Regions from separate parts of the Dromaius novaehollandiae genome. Here region 1 is linked to region 2. The links are chromatin contacts, called in public Hi-C maps. All regions are on one chromosome and are shown on one strand. The core of a region is the stretch at or near the end of the contact, and the rest is flanking DNA. Distances in the headings are between cores, read along the strand shown.

The links. Hi-C and Micro-C count contacts between places; a contact is called where the count stands out from the background.
Region 1: a contact with region 2 is called in a Hi-C map of ovary, with 4 times the contacts expected there. The contact joins the enhancer-like site here to the promoter of TMEM40 in region 2. A contact is called at or near these places in 2 of 4 Hi-C or Micro-C datasets (brain and ovary).

Annotation. Positions count from the first base shown.
Region 1 is chr12:10,134,041-10,137,279 of bDroNov1.hap1, forward strand. All of the region lies in intron 8 of CACNA1D (calcium voltage-gated channel subunit alpha1 D), which reads left to right. Among named protein-coding and RNA genes, the nearest start is that of CACNA1D, 97 kb to the left of the region's middle. Within about 2 kb of position 1,966, at least 1 of the 2 cell types and tissues checked has open chromatin away from gene starts, as enhancers often do.
Region 2 is chr12:9,902,984-9,906,003 of bDroNov1.hap1, forward strand. It overlaps TMEM40 (transmembrane protein 40), which reads left to right and starts at 1,736. Exons shown (of 12, transcript XM_064518901.1): 1 at 1,736-1,850; 2 at 2,146-2,232.

The DNA.
Region 1 (3,239 bases), core at 716-3,215, 230 kb after region 2:
ACCAGCTCTACGGGAAAAATAATTGGGGGAGGGGGTCCAAAAAATGTGATCAGTACTGCTCTAGAGGAGGAAGGCATCTAGAAAATGGATGTTCATTACTGGCTCTGGACACAGTTCTGGAAAAAGGAAAAAAGAACCTCTGGAAAATGGTCTCTAGAAACAGTCTGTTGAATTGACTATAGTCTCTATAGACTCAAGGGTGAAGGAGTGGGCTCTAGAGATACTCTAGATTCAGCTCCAGACATGGGGCCTATCTCCAGAAATGGCTCTAGTTGCAGCTCTACTGAAAGGGCTCTGGAGATAGTCACCCAGAAAGGGTCTGGATACAGTTCTAGAAAAGGCCTTTATAAAAGGAGCTCCAGAAATGGCTATAGGAAAGGGCTTGAGAGAGCGCTCTAGATCCATCTCCAAAAAGTGACTGAGCAATCAACTCTAGATCCACATCAAAAAAATGGCTCAAGAATTTGCTGTAGTCCAGCTCTGGGAAAGGGCTCTTAGAATTGGCTGGAAATTTGACCTAAGATCCAGCTCCAGGAAGGGGCTCCAGAAATGACTCTAGATACGGCTCTCGGAAAGGGCTGTAGTGATGGCTCTTGGTCCAACTTTAACAGAGAGTTCTGGAGAAGGCTGCACCTCTGGGCTGAGAACAGAGGTGACAACTCTTCCCTAAACACACCAGAAAAAACTGGCTCTAGATCCAGTTCCAGAAGTGTATTTGGAAATGTGATCCGAAACATCCATGTTAGCAATTTCTTTTAGCACAGTATATTCGTGTATTCCTTAGAAATCTAGCTGGACACCTGTAACTGTTAGCTGATCACAAATAGAATAGTTGGGGTTGGAAAGAGCCTCTGGAGATCATCTAGTCAACCCCCACCATGGTCAAGCACGGTCACCTAGAGAAGGTGCCCAGGAGTATGTCCACTCTGGTTTTGAATTATCTCCAAGGGTGGAGACTCCACAACCTCTCTGGGCAACCTGCTCCAGTGCTTGTCTGCCAGGCATGTACTGGACCTATATTCTCCAAGCTCCCAAAATACTGGGAACAGAAACTGGGACCTGACAGCAGGTCTCAAAATATGCCAAGATAAAAGATCAGTGTGTGTCATCACCATCAGTACAAAGGATGGTCAGCTGAATTAACTTAGGAAGTTAGCTTAGAAATTAGAAAGTTAGAGGTTATCCCTAAAAAGTAAGGGACAGGAATTCAGAAATAGTCACCAACCTTGAAAGTACCTTTTAAAGTGTTTTGAAAGTTAAAATAAATGAATCAGTAATTCAGTATGCATTAAACTGTCTTACTGTGAACAGAGAAAATAATAAATGATAAAACTTCATAACTTACTTATCAAGAGACATGCCTTTAATGATGCATGATAATCTATTCCTCAAGATAGTCCTTATCATTAGAGGCTGGTTTCCACTGACAGCATTTTCTGCTGAAAGCATTAATACTACTTCAGGTAGCCATGGGAGCAAATAAGATCTTTCAAACATGCTTTAATAAATCTCTGTAAGTTGAATCTACTTCCTTGCTAAAGGACACCAAAGCATAAGCCTTGACATGTCCTTATATACATCCTCCTACATATAAGTCTTGTTGGTTACTAAGAGAATGTTAATTTTTCCATTTCATTCTCACAATATTATTTGCAGTATACATATGTAATGAATCTAAAAGCTGAGAGCACATACTCATCCATGCTAATCTCACCAACAATATCCATCAATGTAATGTAAAATATATTAGCACAGGTAAGCTTATATACCTAAGAACTGTTGTCTATAGTATACATGAAAAAAATTGTAGAAAAAGACATTTAAATAATGCCGCACAAAATAGAAAATGGCAGTGAACTGTCATCTGTAGTCTTTCAGCAAGAAGGAAATGAACATGTTTTGACAGCATTCCTTTTTTGCAAGTGAGGAAAGGCTTAGTCAAAAAAAAAAAAAAACTAACTACCTCACATGAATAAACAGAGTATACATTGAAAAAGAGGAAATGGAATTCAGCTGTAGAACTCAGCAGGTTATGATCTAAAGCAGGTTCTTTTGATTGTTTTGTGGCTGGTAAAAATAAAACTCAAACACACACACAGACATGAGAAAAGGAAATAGTATCCTTGCTGAATCAAATATACTGACAAATAATTGGGAAAACACTTTTGACTGTATGCAACAGTACTCCTCTTAACAGAGATGACTCAACTCAATGGCAGTATTTCAATGCTCTCTAGTAAGAGCTTGAAGGGAACTGATTTTATTTCATGTCCTGTTTGTACTCATTGCACTAAGGTTTCTGAGGGATTGGTCCTGTGAGGTGCTGATGAGCTCCTGGCAGGTAACAAACCACATCAATTTCCACAACTTAGTTGACAAGTGCCCATCACGGTGGTAGGGTTGGAGGTATATGGGGTATAGTCTTGCCCTGAAAACTGCTTGTTCTTTCTCTAAGTCCAGTGTCTTAAGTCAAACAGGTCTCTAATCAGTCCATCTTAGTGTGAAGGTATGATTACAGTCTGAAACATTAGATCTCTGTTTTGTTGCTCTGTTACCACCCTGGTCAAACTGTTCCCACATCATGCTGTTTCCCCAGATGATTCCATTGCCTTCATGTGCACCCTGTGGCACAGTAATGCTATACAGACTCTGCCACAGAGTTTGTGCTGGAGCTGTACAATATACATTTTGTTGATTGTTAACCAATCATATAGAAGTAACTGAAGCTAGGTAATAACAGTTCGCATTTCCTCATCAAGAACCTGGTCTTCCTTGTGCAAGCAAAATTTCTGCTAGAATCAATGGCTTTGCTGTAGAAATAATTCAGTGGTGTTCAGCCTGTGATTTTTTTTTTAATTCCTTCTAATAGAAGAGGTAACAATGATGTATATAAATCTCCAGTAATTAAAGATGCAGTATTACTTTGTGTGCCTCTATACAACATCTCTGTGGTACACACTACAGTTCAAGTGGTTGGAGAACTTGCATTTGATTCTGCTAACTTGTTGGCTGGTATGGTTACTACTATGTGAAACCTCTTCTGTACATCTGGTGATCAATAATGTATTCATCTGAGTACATTTTCAGCGTTATGTTACTCTGAATAAATGAATCTAGGATGTCTGGATGATGGTTCTACATACAGTGTGAGCATAACCTTCCAGCAGCAGACCCTGTGCACAGTAAATTACATGCTTTAATAGATGAATTCTCTCTCTCCCTCTATCGGCTTATGTTTT
Region 2 (3,020 bases), core at 486-2,985:
AGGCTATCTCAAATTGAAGAGGAAAGGCAGGCAGCCAGGAAGGTAAAAAATTAATTAATAGAGATAAAGAATTAATAACAGCCAGAGAACTGTCACAGCGGATAAGATGAGAAACTGCATCTCATGAGGAGCAGCAAGGGGAAAACCAAGCAAGGGCACCTGCGGTGGTCAGGACCACCTCCCATCGGAGGGCTGCTGACTGGCCAACGGGCACACGCGTGTGGGGCCCAGGCTGGGTGATGGCCGGCCTGCCCAGAGCCACGGCTCGCAGTACCGCATAGTCAGTCAGGTGTGAAAGCAAATGGCGTTGGTCGATGAAAGCAAACGGCATTCACTAGATGAAAGCAAACGGCATTCACTAGCGCGCGGGCTATTGCCTGCGAACGACTCCAGGATCTGGAAGACTTTTACCCTTCAGGATTATTCAACCTGAACTCTGGTATTTGCTATTATCAGAACTGAAAGGGCTGTTATTAGACCTGCTGGTAGTGAAAGAGATTGCTGTGAAAGGGCAGAGATAAAATGGGCCCTTTACCATGGTTCCCTAAGGCTAACCAGGGATGGGAGGCTGGATCCAGCTTGGGCTGCTCCCTGTTGCTTTCTAAGAGCAAGCAGACAATGCACAACGAATGACACTTAACATTTTAACGAATGGAGGGTTTGCACCCACTCACTTAAATTACATGCCTCCCCAGGAAAACACACCTGATTTCCAGCCAGGAAACCCAGCAAACTTCTGTAGCTGGAAAAGGTGCAGGCAGGGATGCGTTGCAGACTGCGTGGAGAGCCCCGAGAGGCCCATCCGTCACAGCGAAAACGGGTGCTAGGCCGGGGAGGTTTGGTTAGAAACACAAGTATTTCCTTTGCCTCAGCTGATTCAGGGGTTTGGACTGAGCAGGTAATGCCGGAGGGGGCTGCTGGGGAGCGGGGCAGGGCTCTCCCGCCGGGGCTGAGGGCTGGCCCGAGCAGGGTGGACAACCTGGCTGGAGACGGCCAAGGTGGCACGCTGCCCTCCTTGGGCTCATTCCCGGCAGCCTAATCAGTAAACTCGGCTCCACCTCGTTCACGTCCCAGGTACTTACAAACAAAACAGGCCCCTTAGCACCAGACTGTGCTGTTCTCAAGCTTATCGCTCGAGCAGGGTGGTGTAAAGGCCTTTGCCCCAGAGGTGTGGCTATGCCCCCTCGCTACGCAGGAGCCCGCAGCTACCCGACGTGGGGCAAAGGGGCACCACCTTTTCCAGTGTGTCCTGCCGGGCACCGGCTAAGCACACCTGTAACCCACAGATGGCTGCGGCCACGCGTTTTCCACATCCCCATGCTCCCTTGTGGCCGGGCACCACCGCCCCGAGGGAGAGGGCGGCTGGGCTCCACCATCGCCCAGGTCGGACACGTCTGTGGGGGTGATGCTGAGCTGGAAAGCGGGGACTGATGGGGCCTGTGGCGGGGCAGGTGCTTGGCACTGCTGCGGCTTCATGGGGCTGCTCCCCCGGGCTGGGCTGCCATGGGGCCGGGCACAGTGGGGAGGCCGCAGGGAGGCCATTAGTGCCCAACCCAGCCCCAAAATGGCGGTGTCCCTCCATGGGCTCCCTGGGCTGCCTGGATCAGGCCCGGTGACGCCTTTCTGGAGAGCTCCGGCCCAGGGAAAACATGAAACTCCCCATTGCCACACACAGCTGACATCACGTGGCGTTGGCAGCCAAAATGATGAAACCAAACCCCGGGTTTTCCTGTGAGTCAGGCTGGCGGCCCGGGGCCGAGCGTGCGGGGAGGCTGGCCGCGGCGGCAGGCCGCCCTCCGCCCACCTCGCGCCAACGCCGGCGGCACCGGCCCCGCGGCCCCGCGGCACAGGTGAGGCCTGTCTCCTGCCTCCGGGGGCCTCGGGGCTGCTTCCGAGCTCTCGTACCCTCCGCGTACGTTTCTTACTGCTCCTTGAGGCATCGCGCTGCTGTACTAACCCTAATCGTGGTTACGGCGACAACATTCAGGATTTCAGTGCTACCTCTCAGCTCTTTTGACCTCTCTTCTGAATCTTTTACAGATGTTTCTCTTTCTCTCTCTTTTTCTTTTTTAATACACAAAATCCTTCTAGCAACCCCTCCCCGTTTCCCACAGCGACAGACTTGTTTGCCGTCGCTTTCCCCAGGCGGTGACAGGGGGGCTTTTGGCTTCTGAGGAGTTCGTTTTCCTCCTCCAGAGCTCCGGAGCGGCGACGCAGGCCAGCGCACGGCCCGTAAGTAGGAACGCAAACGCAACCACTTCCAGCCGTGGCTGTCGCTGCGCGGGGCGCGCTGCGATCGCTTTGGCAGGGCGGCCGGAGGACGTGTGCCGAGATGCCCGAGATCCGCAGAGGCCGGCAAACTGCGGCACAGCGTGGCGGCTTGCGTCTTGGCTTGCTCGTTCGGGTTGGAAAGGAAGGAAAAACGAGCGGTGCGGCGGGGGCGGGCGGGCTGGCGCCGGTTTCCTGCCCTCCCAGCATGGACACGCACTCGTTTTCCTGCCTTCCCGCCTATTTTCAAGGACTCTGTAGCAGTATGGTGTCTGAGTTTGCCGCTCTGTCCCATGTCACCTGTGTTTGGTGGCAGGGAGCAGGGCAGACAACAGCAGAATGATTTCCTTAGTGGCATTGCCTGAGGGAACCGGAGGACGATTTCAAACTGAGCTGCAGTGAGCGAGGTTTTGTTTTCTGAGAGAAGCTCCAGCCCTCAAGGACAGCTTTTTCTGGAGCCAGCCATTAAGATCAAACACAGACCTAAAGGTGTGTTTTAAAAGGCTCATTCGGTTTGGTCTGAGAGAGGGCAGGGGAGGGACTTACTTTTTTTTTTTTTTAATAAAATTCAGCAAGATTTGGTATCAGTACCTAATTAAAAATCAAAGATAAAAGTTATATTTGGACAATGTCAAAGGAAAAAGGTTTAGAATTAGCCCACTTTTTTGTCTTGAAGTCAAAACAACCTTGTTTTATTTTAATTGTTTGCTATCCCACTGAAGAATTTCCCCCAGTAATATTTCCACAACTAA